Linked DNA regions of Danio rerio: region 2 is linked to region 1. The links are chromatin contacts, called in public Micro-C maps. All regions are on one chromosome and are shown on one strand. Each heading gives the region's core, a stretch centred on a gene start, on an enhancer-like site or on the middle of the called end of the contact. The rest is flanking DNA. Distances are from core to core; before and after follow the strand shown. Region 1 holds the start of trim66 (tripartite motif containing 66). Region 2 holds the start of slc7a6os (solute carrier family 7 member 6 opposite strand).

What was found. Hi-C and Micro-C count contacts between places; a contact is called where the count stands out from the background.
Region 2: a contact with region 1 is called in a Micro-C map of caudal fin, with 7 times the contacts expected there. The contact joins the promoter of slc7a6os here to the promoter of trim66 in region 1. A contact is called at or near these places in 1 of 18 Hi-C or Micro-C datasets (caudal fin) and 1 of 4 datasets of contacts at active chromatin or transcription factors (embryo).

What each region holds. Positions count from the first base shown.
Region 1 is chr7:28,496,802-28,500,628 of GRCz12tu, forward strand. trim66 (tripartite motif containing 66) reads right to left here and starts at 2,469. Exons shown (of 18, transcript XM_073908525.1): 1 at 2,089-2,469.
Region 2 is chr7:28,650,586-28,654,537 of GRCz12tu, forward strand. slc7a6os (solute carrier family 7 member 6 opposite strand) reads left to right here and starts at 1,255. Exons shown (of 5, transcript NM_001007344.2): 1 at 1,255-1,600. The coding sequence starts at 1,406.

The DNA.
Region 1 (3,827 bases), core at 1,219-3,718:
TGGCAGCACAGCGCGCTCAACACACAACAGCTGCAGGTGGAAAGAAAATGATAGAGCCAATTCAGTGGATGATTGGAAGGCCATGATGGGTAAGGGCAGAGAGGAATTTTGATTTAACGTCTTATCTGAAAGATGGTGCTCACTGACAATATAGTGTCCCAGTCATATTAGGGCTGAGCATCATCCGGGTAATTAAAGTGCACTTATTTTTAGTTTGCAGTGTGAACGCGCTACTTACACTATTTATACTACAAAATGGCGTAGAATTGTGTATGCGATTTGGGATGCACCTCTAGTTTTCCTATGTTGTCTCCCATCCAAGTACTAACCACGTTAAGCCCTGCCTACCAGTCTTGGGCTGCAGGGTTATATGGCGGTGGATATGTTTTGTTGATTACGTACACTTGACATTTTTGGAATGTGGGAGTAAACACATTTTCATAAACGCGCATATTTTGTCAATTGTTTATTGCAAGTAGAGTGGTCCTCAACAGTTTTGGCTACACCTTTCACCTTTTTATAAACTATTTTGTTGTTGTTTCGTTTGTTCTTTTGTTTCTTTATCTGTACCTTTCTTTACCCTAGTGAGACCCAGACCCTTTCCTTCAGAACCACTAATGGCCTGCAGCTAGCTCTCGGCAACTCTGATATGGTTGCCCACTGAAGCAAAGCAGGGCTGCGCCTGGTCAGTTACCTGTATGGGAGACCACATAGAAAAGCTAGGTTGCTGTCGGTGTGTTAGTGAGGCCAGCAGGGGGCACCCAACCTGTGGTTTGTGTGGGTCCTAATGCCCCAGTTTAGGGCAGTATAGTACTCTATACTGCTCAGTAGAGGTAAAACCGAGGCCCCGGTAAAAATTCCAGGATGTCCTTCGAAAAAGAGTAAGGGGTTGACCCCGGCATCCTGGCCAAATCTGGCCTCTGTCCATCATGGCATCCAAACCATCCCCATATCATAATTGTCTTTTCTCCTCTCCACCAATGAGCTGGTGTGTGGTGTGCAGTCTGGTGCAATATGGCTGCCGTCATGTCATCCAGGTGCATGCTGCACACTGATGGTGGATGAGGAGATTGCTACCAATCTGTAAAGTGCTTTGAGTGTCCAGAAAAGTGCTATATAAATGTAAGGAATTAATATTATAATTATATATAAAATGTATTATACTTTTACAAATTACAAATACATGTTTTCGTATTTTAACAATGACAAAAGTTAGATGTGCAGTCAAAGATGTTAAACAAACAAGTTGCAAACAGACTGCGTTAGGTTAAAGGCTATTTTGACAGCATGACAAACCAATGTGGATTATTAACTTGGCATATATTATAAATTACACACACACACAAAAAGAATATCATATGTAAGCCAACTGACCTTCAGCTTGCCTCCATACAGATCTCGTCGACCAAATTACCTTTAGACAAGGCTACATAATGATTTAATAAATGTTCGCTTTTAATAGAGCGGGAAAAACATAACTACACAAGAAGTCGAGATAAAATTCGCACAGCAAACAAGACAACCCAAAAAGGGTTCTAAAAATCAATCTGTCTGCATCAAGGGATCTTACGTTCAGTCAGACTCAACATGGTAATAATGTTAAATTCCAGCTCAACTCTTCAATGGAACAGTCGCCTCATAAATCACAGTGCAAAAAAATAGGTCGCTGTCTTTTAAACCCTTGTATGAGATTGTTTAATTTGTTTCACCTTTATTTAGCCTACATCGAAATAAAAAAAACAACACAACGACTAATAATCTAATCTACTCCCTATATTACTTTCCAAAAAGAACGCTGAGGTGCAAAAGCAAACGCGTTAAATACAACACGAAACACATACACGTGTGCAAGTTGTAATATGTCAAAATGCGCACTATACACCTCTGCGTTTTGGGGAGAATCTTCTCACGCAGATGGGATGGGACTCCACAAAATCCTGAACAAACTGCCTATATAGGAGGCAACATTTGTAAAAATCACAATGTAAGAGTCGTTATACTCAATCCTTAACTATAATCAATCACACTGAAGATGGCAGATGAAACATTGATGAACGCATGCACACATAATGAGAGTTTGAACCGCACCTTGCTTCTCTTCAAGAGGCTCAAATCCAAAAAAATAAAAAAAATCCTCCACCTCCTTCGCAGCGGATGAAAGATCTGGCGATTTCGGAGATGCTTCAGTGTCTAAACAGCCTCACATCACCGTATCCAAAAGTCTTTCCAGCCCTGGACACTGTATTTTTTTATTACGGGTATGATTTTTATTCCTTCTACCGTTTAAGCGCTGCAACTGTCAAAATATTTGCTCGTTCGTTATAATCCAGACGCACAACTTTCAGTGCGCAGTCTCTGCTAGACCTGCTATCTGCGGGAAATGTCTAACGAGCTCGAGGAATCAAAGTTATAAGAGAACCGGCGCGTTATCAATCCTGTCCTTCACCTCCCGTGTTTTTCGTGATGCGCACCCTGCGTTGCGCACTAAAGTTCCTTACCTTTGGATGCCACGTGCGCTCAAGCCAGCAGATGTCGCCTTTGCCTCAGTTTTATTTGAACACATACTGACTGTTGGAGGATAGAAAGAACGACTGAAAACGCATTTCGCCCAGTTTTTAACATAAACGGAATAAATTAAAGGATTATAATTAATCATAATAATTTTATATTTAGATAATAATGTTTTATGTTTGGCTTTCGCAATAAAATTAGAAAAGTATGCTATTGCTGTCATATATATTATCATGATACTTTTATTTTATATATTTGTCATATAAGACATAATGTCCCCCCTCAAATCTAATCTTTATTTTCTACTGGATAAAATTCAAGGGATTGCCTGGGCCATTCTACAGCTTGATTTTCTTTCTCTGAAATCATTTCAGAGTTTCCTTGGCTGTGTTGGATCGTTGTCTTGCTGAAATGTCAGTTCTGGTTTTATCTTCATCATCCTGCTAATCTAGATGTTAAACTGAAGCAGGTAATATTAATTTACAGTTATGAAGGGCAGAGGGTTACTGAATAACTACTGAGAGATTTCAGCTACTGTCTGGACTTTCACTGACTTTCTATGCCTCTCTTTCTTCTTGTGTTCAATACTTTTTCCCTGCCTCACACAGCTACACGTGTCATTTTATTTTATTGCCCAATTTGTAAACTAATTCTTTTTTTTCTTTGCATAAATGGATTTCTTTGGTTGTTATCAATATCTGGTGAACATTTCAAATCAACAGCACCTTTGTTGACGTGTTCAATACTTACTACACCCAGTGTGTGTGTGTGTGTGTGTGTGTGTGTGTGTGTGTGTGTGTGTGTGTGTGTGTGTGTGTGTGTGTGTGTGTGTGTAATGAGGTACTAAAACTATGTTTTATCTAGAAATGTGTTATTATGTAAAACTAGAAATCTTAAACAGAAATTGGGGAAAAAAATAAACAGGGGGGCTATATATATATATATATATATATATATATATATATATATATATATATATATATATATATATATATTTGTAGAGTACTATTGGCATTTTGTATAGAATTTTAATCTTTATTTTGTCACCTACTTTGACAGCATTTGGACTTTTCACAGGTTTGAACAGGTTTCATTGTCAAAAAAAAAAAAAAAAAAAAAAGGAAAAGGAAAAACAAGTATAGTAATTTCACTGACAGCTTTCCTGAACTTTCATATTCTTCTTGGTGGTGCTACAAGACACCTTTGTTGTGGGAGCCTCTGTGGCACTTGAGCAGAATCATTTAGTCAGTTCTGTGTTTACTCTCTGTGGCTTTGTGGGAATTGTTTGACTTTTTTATGCTCAGGCAGGGTCTAAA
Region 2 (3,952 bases), core at 5-2,504, 150 kb after region 1:
TTATAATAGGTAGGCTAATATATAATCAGTTACACTGTAAACGCAGTGTGGCTTAAACCTACACAATTTCATGTGTAGTGGTTGTGATTCTTGCTAATATAAAGGGAATATAAAACCAATTTTACCTCAACACTGAAAAAATTGTATTTATAATTTTTTTACAACGGCAAACAATATGGAGTGAATTTAACAGAAATCAAGTTGGACATTTTCTTCATTCAATTTGTTTGTTTAAATTTAGACCATGTAAATCATTTTCAACTTGTGTTTGCAGTTAATATTTTTCACTGAACAAACAAACTAAACGTTCTGAATTTATTTATTTACTTAATTGTGTGTAATGGTACTTTTTCACTTTGGAGGAAATTTTAGTTTGCTATATGCTTATCTTATAGGGCTAAAGAAAATCTATGTCAGTTAAATCTGTCAGTTGCCTATTGTAAATGTAAATATGGAAATTGCATTTAAAATGTTATAACAGGTTTCCCAGTGATTGGGTTGCAGCTGGAAGGGCATCCGCTGCGTAAAACATTTGGTGGATAAGTTGGCGGTTCATTCTGCTGTGGCGACCCCTGATTAATAAAGGAACCAAGCTGAAAAGAAAATGAATGAATGTTATAACAGGCAAATCATTTTAACGGCTAGTTTTTAAGGAAAAAGAAAATGCTGACTTAAAGTTGTTTTTAAAAATTAATGTACTGTAATAGTCTAAACAAAAACTGGATTCAAAAAGGATTTCAAATAGCCTCTTTTAGCCAATGTTTATAGAAGTCCCTAAAAATATTATTATAATTTACTACGTTGTTTAGCTGGGTTGTTTACAACCATGTTTTATGGTCTATAATAATAATAATGATAATAAAAACATGATAATTCCAAATGACGTCATTTTGCTCAAATTTAAACATGTACCAAAACACACATTATTTTAATGTTTAGCTTGGTTGTTTTCAAAAACCCATAGTCCAATACTAACAAAAACAGCAGCCGACACAAATTGCCTCTTCAGCCAAAGTTTATAAATGTCCCGAAAAAATTATAGTAATTTCATAAGCTGTTTAGCTAGGTTGAGGCCAATAGTAAACAGTAGTCAATCCTAGGTTTTCAAGTGGCCGCTTTTCGCCAATCTTTAATTTAACGCAATTAAACCGCGACCTCTGCAGGCGGTTAATTGCAACAATATGCGGCCGTATTTGAACACTTAAGCCCCTCCAGGACGCGGCGTGGCGCTGCTGTTCCTCAGTTAGATGGTCACTAAAGAGGAAAAACACCAAAGGAGAAAAAACGAGTGAAAAGGAAGAAAGAAAGGCTACAGCGTAGGTTGTTGTTGTCACTGGCTGCCTCGTGCATCGGTTTGTCTGTCATCTGAAATCGTCAGTTCGGTGACGCAGCAGTCTTTAGCGAAATGGACCCGAGCACGACCATTCTGCGCGTGAAGAGGAAGAGGGGCACTGATCCGGCGGACGCGCTGCTGCTGGCCTGTAAACGGATCCGTCCGGAGGCCACGGCGGCTCAGCCCAGCGATGAAAGCGAGCCAGAACCACAGGAGCCCAAGATAGAGAACTCCGTGTTCAAGCTAGTGGCCACCGTGGTTTCACAGGTAACGACTGATTAGGCTGTCGTGTCGACAACTGACACCTGAAACGAGCTGCGCTGCGAGATATTGTATTGTTTTCGGTGGTTGGTGATGATGCGTAATGACGTCATGACATGCCAACGTGCCTGTCAAATAATATCGTTTTATGAGTGTTTTTATTTTGAGGCAGATGATATTTGGCGTTTAGCTAACTGAAGGTGTTTTACAATATCATTTGCCTTCCTCAAAGATTGTGACAGAATCAGAAGTGACAGTCTGAAATTACACCTTTATGTTCTTCATTGCCTGTTGCAGACAGTGATGTATGAATATGAAGAGACTAAGATTATATAAATACATTTCAGATGTTTGCTGAGGTTAAATCTGTCATAATTATTTGTTTCATTTAGATGTGAATGTTACTTTGTTGTTGCAATAGTTGCTGAGGCTATCAGGATATTGACAAAAAAAAAAGGCTTACTTTAAAAGACACAATAACAAAAAGAACTCAAGAGTATTGTGGATTACCTTATTGTATATTAAATTTCAAAGTAAACATGTTTCAAGCAAATTAAATTGCAAAAGGATTAGAAAATATTATAGGTAATGCTTTACAAAATGTCTCTTTAGTATAGCCTGACAGAATCTGTGAACATTTTGTGCTATTTCTGCAGAGAATTTAGTAAAAATCTTCAGATTTATGCTGAATGATTTTAGGAGTTTCATAACTAAACTTATATATGAAATCTACACATAATACATTTTTTATTTTTTATTTAATGTTTACAAGACAAATCCAATTAGATCCACTTATTTGGTAAATAAAGCAAGTCTCTCATGATAGATCAACTAAAATACTGAAAATATTTCTTTACAAACTCTATTGTTAAAAAATTATAAATGTTTTATTATTATTATTATTATTATATCATAATATTAGTTAAATTAATTTAAAAACTGAATAGCTATAAGTTTACATGCATTTACACAAGTAAAAAAAAAAAAAAAACGCTCAATGATGGGCTAAAAAACTGTCGAAATCTGCAGGTTTCTGCACCTGCAGATTCCGTGTAGGCCTGCTTATTAGTTACTTTTAGTTAATGCATTAACGTCAACAGTAAGGAATGGTTACATTTGAAGTTATTGGTTATAAAAAATATGTTTGAGCTGTATTAGTTATTAGGTCCATTAAGTTATACAGTTATGACTTTATTGATTTAATGATTTATCAAACCTTAACTAAGAAATGTACATTTAAGGTTAATAAGTAGTTTTCTTTGGTAATTCAATTAATGTAAACAAATGGAGCCTTACTGTAAAGTTTGAGGCGATAGGCATTTTTCAATCAGTATGTCAGGTATGTGATATTATTAACATGTAAAAATGCTTACAGTTGAAAATAAATCACCTAAAGCATTTGGTGCTTAGTCGTAAAAAAAGTGCAAACAGTCTGATTAGTCTTTGTCATTTTAAAAGTTTAAATGTGCTTTTGAAAGTTTGTTTGACTCTTCTAAAGCATAAAAATACCATAATATGTTTGCAGATATCTAAAAAAACATGCTAAGAGACATTCTTGTTTATCTGAAAAACAATGCTGAAGACAGAAATTCAGCTTTGAAGATGGGCATTCCGTGGTGGAACAGCTGCCTTTGTTTTGGTTCTTTTAACTCACCCAATGGCACTTTAGCCAAATAAATTTCAGCACCCAGGGTTGCCTTCATGGAAAACAGCATATTTGATTTATTCAGTCAATCAGGAAGGCTCTTAAAGCATTTGCCCACGACCAAAAATGCAACCGGTGGACAGTAGCAGCCCAGAAATGAGACACTGATTCAGAATTTCACATGAGGTAGTTATTATTTGGCAAATAATATAAATATTACAAACGTAAAACATTAGGTGAGCGGGTTACATCGTCCGTGTCCTAACAACACACTACATGATGAGATTTGCAGTGATAAGTTTTTGGCTGTTTGCACTAGATGAAACCCAACCGAAATTTTAATACAGCCATACAGAAGCACAAAATAGTGCACTTACTGCACTCCAACAAAATGGTATGGTTTATAATATGATTAATACAAATGAAACCTCTTTAACATTATTAAATGTAGATGCTAAATCACTGATATGTGTTGGCTTACGCAGAGTCAAAGTTCTAAAGTTATCTGCTGCTGCTTTCAGTAGTATGGCAATAAATGTCATATAAAATGCCATTCGAACTCACATTATTAGCATTTTACACTGAATAAAGTGCATGAGGTGTACCTGAGGTGATCATAGTTCATCCTGTTGTTCAGCTGCGAGAAATAGAAGCCGTCTCTAAAATTATAAATTTCAGGTGTTGGTTAGGACAAAAACTTCTTTTAATATGGC